2 separate regions of the Macaca mulatta genome follow, and region 2 is linked to region 1. A link is a contact called in public Hi-C data. All regions are on one chromosome and are shown on one strand. Each heading gives the region's core, a stretch centred on a gene start, on an enhancer-like site or on the middle of the called end of the contact. The rest is flanking DNA. Distances are from core to core; before and after follow the strand shown.

Evidence for each region. A called contact is a pair of places that touch in the nucleus more often than the background predicts.
Region 2: a contact with region 1 is called in a Hi-C map of fetal cortical plate, with 2.6 times the contacts expected there. The contact joins the promoter of ACTG1 here to the promoter of LOC144335570 in region 1. A contact is called at or near these places in 2 of 14 Hi-C or Micro-C datasets (fetal cortex germinal zone and fetal cortical plate).

Annotation. Positions count from the first base shown.
Region 1 is chr16:91,054,560-91,058,205 of T2T-MMU8v2.0, forward strand. LOC144335570 reads right to left here and starts at 2,308. Exons shown (of 8, transcript XM_077971062.1): 1 at 2,213-2,308; 2 at 204-275. The coding sequence starts at 2,308. It also overlaps the pseudogene LOC144335571.
Region 2 is chr16:91,216,342-91,220,016 of T2T-MMU8v2.0, forward strand. It overlaps ACTG1 (actin gamma 1), which reads right to left and starts at 1,863. Exons shown (of 6, transcript XM_015120580.3): 1 at 1,796-1,863; 2 at 1,298-1,426; 3 at 969-1,208; 4 at 257-695; 5 at 1-176. The coding sequence starts at 1,420. It overlaps LOC144336058, which reads left to right and starts at 2,050. Exons shown (of 4, transcript XM_077973370.1): 1 at 2,050-2,666; 2 at 2,903-3,046. The coding sequence starts at 2,443.

The DNA of each region.
Region 1 (3,646 bases), core at 1,058-3,557:
CCGGCCCACATCCCAGAACCCGGAGGCCAGGGGCTCGGCCGGGTGGACGTCGGCCCTAGCCCTGTGAGCGTGAGAATCGGCCGCCAAGCTTTGAGGTCCTCGTTATGCAGCATTGTTGTGGCAATAGCCGACTGATATGCCTGCCCCGAATCACACAGAAGTCAGTACACAGGGTGCTGGCTCGGTGGTTGGACTGGGGATACGGGAAACGGATGTGGTGAATTGGAGATGACGCCACACGTCCCTTGGTGTGCCGAGGCAAAGGCTTGGGAACGCTGGGAAGGGGGAGGAAAGAGCCAGAAGGTTAGTGCGAGGCGCCCCTTCCCTGTAGCTTGGCCACTCTTTCCAGAAAGTGAGGGCTGGTTTGCAATTAGAGTTATCCCAGAAAGATGAGACTCCCAGGCTGAAAGAGCCACGGTTTATGCCTCAAACAGTAGGAGAAAAGATGGTGGCTGTTCAAGGCCTGTCACTCAGGCAGCTCAGTCCAACAAAAGTGTGCAGGCCTGCGGCAAAGATCAGATGAAGGCTCGGGTTGCGGGGGAGGGGAGCAGATGGCTTTAATGAATCATCTGTCAGTTGGACCCACGGAAAGGCTCCGCCCATCCTAGACAGGCAGGCTTTGGGCTGGGTCTGCTCCCTGGAGACGATGGTGACTTTCTCTAACCCGAGGTGTGGAAGGAAGGGTGGGTCTCACAGATGTCTGGAGGCCAAGGGCTGGCTGGCTGCCGTCCGGCTGTCCAACAGAAGCCGTTACCCCTTCTCACGGGGCCCCTGGCTGCTCTGCACTCCCAGGCTCCCTTGCAGGAGGTGTGGCTGAGTAACTGGTGGTGTCCAACAGAATCTGGCAGAAGCAACGTGCGCCAGTTTCAGGAGTATGTGAACCTTCCAGGAGGCTTTTAGGGTTCCCCCTTCTGATGGCTGGAATGGGGACATCAGAGAGATTGTAGAAGGCAAATGTGCAAGATGACAGGGCAGCCTCCAGCCTGGGGCCCACCCAGGCCCCACCCCGCAGGAGCATTTGCTCAGGCAGGTCAGGGATAGATTAGCCGCTGGCTGGCGTGGGCAGCTATGTTTGGGGTCTGTTTGCTGCAGTTGTGTAACTTGCACTGAGCAAGAGTCTTGGAACACACAGCGTTCAAAAACAACACCAGTAATAGCTTCAGAGAGAAGAGAAAGATATTTTACTCTTTCAAAAAAGAATCTAGGGACATGAACTCAGATTTTTGCTTTTTTCCTTATAATTTTAGGTATTATTCAAAAATTTACAGAAGATTCAGAAACAATAACCAACAAAACCACATTCATGTGAACAAATAAAAATAAGCTTTGGGGCCGGGCACAGTGGCTCGCGCCTGTAATCCCAGCACTTTGGGAGGCCAAGGTGAGTGGATTGCTTGAGGTCAGGCATTTGAGACCAGCTTGACCAACATGGTGAAACCCCCATCTCTACTAAAAATACAAAAATGAGCTGGGCGTGGTGGCGGGTGCCTGTAATCCCAGCTAGTCGAGAGGCTGAGGCAGGAGAATCACTTGAACCCGGGAGGCAGAGGTTGTAGTGAGCCAAGATTGCGTCATTGCACTCCAGCCTGGATGACAAACCAAGACTCTGCCTCAAAAAATATAAAAAATAAATAAAAATAAGACTTAGGAAGACTTCCCAAAAGTCCACTGGATATCTTGGGAAATTAAAACATGGGGCATTGAAACAGGAAATCCTCAAATCGATGGGCCTCAGTTGAGCCCGAGTGAGTGGGCTGGGAGGTCCAGCCAGATAATTCAGTGGAACACAGGTCACAGGGCAGAAAGGTTAGAACGTGTGAAGGAAAAGTTCAGAAACATGGAAAACAGGCCCAGAGTTTTCTCCATCCACTGAAACGGAATTCCAGGGGAGAGGGAACGGGAGGGAGAGAATGTTAACGGAAACCAAGACACAAAACTGCCCAGAGCCGAAAAGACACTTGACGTTTTGGAACACGGGGAAAAAAGAGAAAAGTGTCAAGTGGGGAAAAAACCTGTGAGTTTAAACAAACAACAACAACAACAAAATGAAGAAGAAGTAGAGGAGAAGGAGCAGGAAGAGGAAGAAGAAGAGGTGGAGGAGGAGGAAGAAGGAAGAAAGAAGAAAGAAGAGGAGGGGAAGGAGAGAGGAAAAACATCTTCATCTGACATCACACATTGGCAAGCTGGGATTCAGACACTGTGGAGGGGGCACCTTCACGGCTCGGAGGGAAAATTTGGAGGCTCTAATTCGATGCCAGGCCCAACAGCCATTCAGTGGGGAGGAAGAACAAACACTGTTTTCGGTCATGCCAAGTGCTCAGAGAGTTTCTTTCCAACAAGTACTATCTGAAATCATTACTAGATGAGGTACCCTAGCAAAACAAAACACAAGTCCAAGAGGGAGATGAAGGATACATGGGCCATCGAGGGGCTTCATGCTGGAAACACAACTGTCTGCAAGGAGGCTCTGGATGATGCCAGCACGGGCCGTGGGAGGGGAGGAGGAGGGAGAGAAAACCGCACAGCGGCCGTGTCTTTTCAGAGGGGATCATGTACGACTGAGGAACTCTGGATGGGGTTAGGAAGAGAGAAATATAGTGCACATGTTAAACATTTAAAATAACCGGCTGGGTGTGGTGGCTCATGCCTGTAATCCCAGCACTTTGGGAGCCTGAGGTGGGTGGATCACCTGAGGTCAGGAGTTTGAGACCAGCCTGGCCAAGATGGTGAAAGCTCATCTCTACTAAAAAATACAAAAATTAGCTGGGCATGGTGTCAGACACCTGTAATCCCAGCTACTTGGGAGGCTGAGGCAAGAGAATAATTTGAACTGAGGAGGTGGAGGTTGCAGTGAACCAAGACTGTGCCACTACACTCCGGCCTGGACAAGAGCAAAACTCCATCTCAAAAAAAAAAAAAAAAAAAAAAAATTAACGTCACCACTAGATGAATAGAAATATGTAAATCTTCCAAACCATTAGAAGAAAACAATGGGACAGGCCGGGCATGGTGGCTCATGCCTATAATCCCAGCACTTTGGGAAGCCTAGGTGGGCGGGTCACCTGAGGTCAGGAGTTCGAGACCAGTTTGGCCAACGGTGAAACCTCGCCTCTACTAAAAATACAAAAATTAGCCGAGCGTAGTGATATGCGTCTGTAATCCCAGCTGCTCAGGAGACTGAGGCAGGAGAATCACTTGAACACAGGAGAGGTTGCGGTGAGCCAAGATGGCGCCACTGCACTCCAGCCTGGGCAACAAGAGCAAGACTCCGTCTCAAAAAAAAAAAAGAGAGAAAAACATGGAACAAAGAAGACTTGATGAATCTAACAAAAGCAGGAAATGGGGGCTGTCAGGCGGACAGGAACAGTAAGAAAATGTGGCAACTGAAACCCCAGAGCCAAGTGCCAGGAGGAGGCCCCATGCGGTCATCTCAACAAATGTGAACAAATCACAGTCATGCGTGAAACAACAGATACGCACGGGTTAGATAAAAATTCACAATCCACACGTGCACTGTCACTGAGGCCAACCCCAACCACCAACCCCAACCACTGCCCGCCCCAGGTGCTGGCCTCGGCCCAGTGTCCCTAACCCCACAGAAAGACCGCAGGCAGGAAGTTCATGGGGGAGCCACAGGGTACGTGGA
Region 2 (3,675 bases), core at 613-3,112, 160 kb after region 1:
CTTCATGGTGCTGGGTGCCAGGGCGGTGATCTCCTTCTGCATCCTGTCGGCAATGCCTGGGTACATGGTGGTGCCACCAGACAGCACCGTGTTGGCATACAGGTCTTTGCGGATGTCCACGTCACACTTCATGATGGAATTGAAGGTGGTCTCATGGATGCCACAAGATTCCATGCCTAGGGAACAAAGCCCTCCCTTAGTGGTGCTGAGTTGCCCAGGATGAAAAGAGGAGAAAACTTTAGCTCACAACACCTACCCAGGAAAGACGGCTGGAACAGCGCCTCCGGACACCGGAACCGCTCATTGCCGATGGTGATGACCTGGCCATCAGGCAGCTCGTAGCTCTTCTCCAGGGAAGAGGAGGATGCGGCGGTGGCCATCTCCTGCTCGAAGTCCAGGGCGACGTAGCACAGCTTCTCCTTGATGTCGCGCACAATTTCCCGCTCGGCCGTGGTGGTGAAGCTGTAGCCACGCTCGGTGAGGATCTTCATGAGGTAGTCAGTCAGGTCCCGGCCAGCCAGGTCCAGACGCAGGATGGCGTGGGGGAGGGCGTAGCCCTCGTAGATGGGCACCGTGTGGGTGACCCCGTCGCCAGAGTCCATGACAATGCCAGTGGTGCGCCCAGAGGCGTAGAGGGACAGCACGGCCTGGATGGCCACGTACATGGCCGGGGTGTTGAAGGTCTCAAACATAATCTGAGGAGGAACAAGGAGCGGCTTAGTCAAGGACAGAGACCCACGGCCACCCCATGCTCACACGCCACAACATGCCGCATGCCAGTGTGATGTGTGAAGAAAAGAAAAGAACGCAGGCAGAAACCAAATGAGAAACCTGGAGACTTCAGGGAGGAAATGCCGGGAGAGGAACAGAGCCTGGAACAGCGAAAGAAACACTTAAATGTCAGAAATCAAGCTGGGCAAAAAATGACAAGGGAAACGACGGGAGCGCGGGCGTCAGCCGAGCCTCACCTGAGTCATCTTCTCTCTGTTGGCCTTAGGGTTCAGAGGGGCCTCGGTCAGCAGCACCGGGTGCTCCTCTGGGGCCACGCGCAGCTCATTGTAGAAAGTATGGTGCCAGATTTTCTCCATGTCGTCCCAGTTGGTGACAATGCCATGCTCAATAGGGTACTTCAGGGTCAAGATGCCGCGCTTGCTCTGGGCCTCGTCACCCACGTAGGAGTCCTTCTGGCCCATGCCCACCATCACGCCCTGCAGGGATTGACCCGTCAGCCTCGTCGGCGGCACCGAGCCCACCCCGCAACGCAGAACCCAGGAGCCCCGCGGTGCCCTCCACTCACCTGGTGTCGGGGGCGCCCGACGATGGAGGGAAACACGGCTCGGGGTGCATCGTCCCCAGCAAAGCCAGCTTTGCACATGCCGGAGCCATTGTCAATGACGAGGGCGGCGATCTCTTCTTCCATTGCGACCTGCCCGGGAAAAGACGGATTCAGGCGGGCGCCTCTCGAAGACAAACCCCACAGCCCACTAATGTTCCTCCGCGGAGAAGAGGCAGCTCTGCCCCAACCCCGGAGACACAAGCCTCCAAGACCGCAACCACCTAAAACCAGCGGCCGGAACTTTTACGTAACGTCCGCGGCTCGGGACTCTGCACTGCGGCCGGGCCCCGCCCTGGACCCCCGGCGCCCGCCCAACGCCAGTCCGCCCGGCCCGGCCCACCCCGCCTTTTGTTCCCGGTGAAGGCGCGGCGAGGCCTCCGCAGCTCAAAGCAAGGCCAGCCGGGGTCGAGAGGCGCAGGCCTGAGACATGCAGCTCAGGCCCCGGGGCGGGGTGCTTACCGGCGGAGGACTAGGACAGTTGAGCGGCAGAAGAACAAGATGCGCGAGCTGGCGGCGGCGACTGAGACCGTTCGCGGCCTCCCCCGCCGCTATTTAAGCGGAAGCGGCGCGCCCGCGCGGCCCGGCGGCGCGCGCGGCCCCAGAACATGTCCATATATGGCGATCTTTCCGAAAGCCGGGCGCCTATTGGCCCGCCCGGCAGAGACACGTGGGGCCCCGGCCCCAGCCCGCACCGCCTCCCAACGGCCCCGCCCGCGCCACCCCCGCGCGCTCGCGACCCTGCGCGGGTCGGCCATCGGGCGGGGCTGGGTCGGGGCGGCCTCCGGGGGTCGCCGGGAGGACCGAAGGGCTGACGGGCCCGGCCCCGCCCCGGGACTGTCGCGCCGTGGTGAGGGCGCGGCTGCGCCCCGAAACTGCCTGGCCGGGGCGGGGCCGCGCCGGAGCTGGGTTGGGTCCCCAAGGCCTGGGCCACGCTGCGGGGCTTTGCTCCCTGGGACGTCCCTGCGGCCTGTCCCCTCCGGCTCCACGAGGAGCCCGGGCGCCGGTGCCGGGCTGGGGAAGGGGCGCGGCGGGGGTCCCCGACACTCTGCATTCCTGGGCGCGGGGGAGCCCTCACTTCGCCCTGGTCCCCGAGCGCAGCCACCACTATGCAGGTCCTTCCACGGGACGCCCTGCCCCGGGTCTACGTTGTTTTGGAGACCGAGACCCCTTTCTGCCCGACTCATTCCTGCTCCTCAAATCACAGGCCCGATTGTCCGCAGGCGCGCGCTCCGGGTTGGGGCCACCCCGCCCCCTTGTGTGTTGAGGAAGTGGTGTGGAGCGAGGCCTTTGTTTCATTCTGGTCACCTGTAGACATCATAGGGAAACTGAGGTAGACAACGGGAACCCTGACTTTCTTGAAGGTCGGCTCCGCAGTCTCGGACGGTCGGGGGGATCCCCTCGTCTTTTTATGATGCTAATTAAGGGCAGGGGTCAGGGCTGCGTGGGTTTAGGCACTGGCTGGTTCGGGGCGCTCACTCCTTGCCCGGAGCGGCGCCGGTGCTTTGGTTACACACCCCGAGAGGCGCCCGGCACTACAGCTTCCTTGTGCACCGCTGGAATTTTCAGGGTTGGAGCGCCGGCCGCGGAGGGGTGGCAGTCAGGCCGCGCAGTGAGGCGACGGACTCGCCCGAGGTCGCGGGGCGTTCAGCTTGACTCGACAGGCTGGGGGACGGGGCCAGGGTCCCCACGCGGAGTGCCGAGCCCTGCAAGGTTAGCTCGCGACCCCGTGTTTGGGAGTGAGAACAGCGAGTCAGGCACGGCGGCCCGCCCAGCCCACCTGCGGGCTGCAGTCACCCCGGACGCCGAGCCCCGTGCCTAAGGTCCCCGTGCCCCAGGCCTCCCGCGGGTACTGAGCTCTCCAGGCCCAGACTCTCCGGGGACCCGGGCAAGGATGTCAGGTGTGTTCCCTCCCGTGGCGAAGCCGGGGCTGGGCCTCCAACAAACCCACACGGAGTCGCGTCCCTGGTCAGAACCACACAGCCTGCTCGATCCCCGGGTGGGGACTTCCACTTGGGGGGGGTCCCAAGATGCGACGTGCCCCATCGTGGTACACGGAGCGGGTGGGCAATAGCTTGCCCCTCCCGGCCTCCGGCCTCCTCCGAAGCTCCTTTGTCTGGGAAGTGCGGGGAGGCGCCGGCCCCGGGCGCGAGTCCCCGTCCCCCACCCTTCTACCCCACTTTGCGGACCCGAGGCGGCCAGGGTCATGGGGGCGGGGCTGGCGCCTCGAGACCCCGGGGTTCCCCGCCACCCCCAGGGCCTGAGCCGCAGGGAGGGGTGGGGAGGGGGCGCCGCCCCAGGCGGGGGGCGGGGAGCGACTTCCTCCTCTGCGGCCGCGTGAC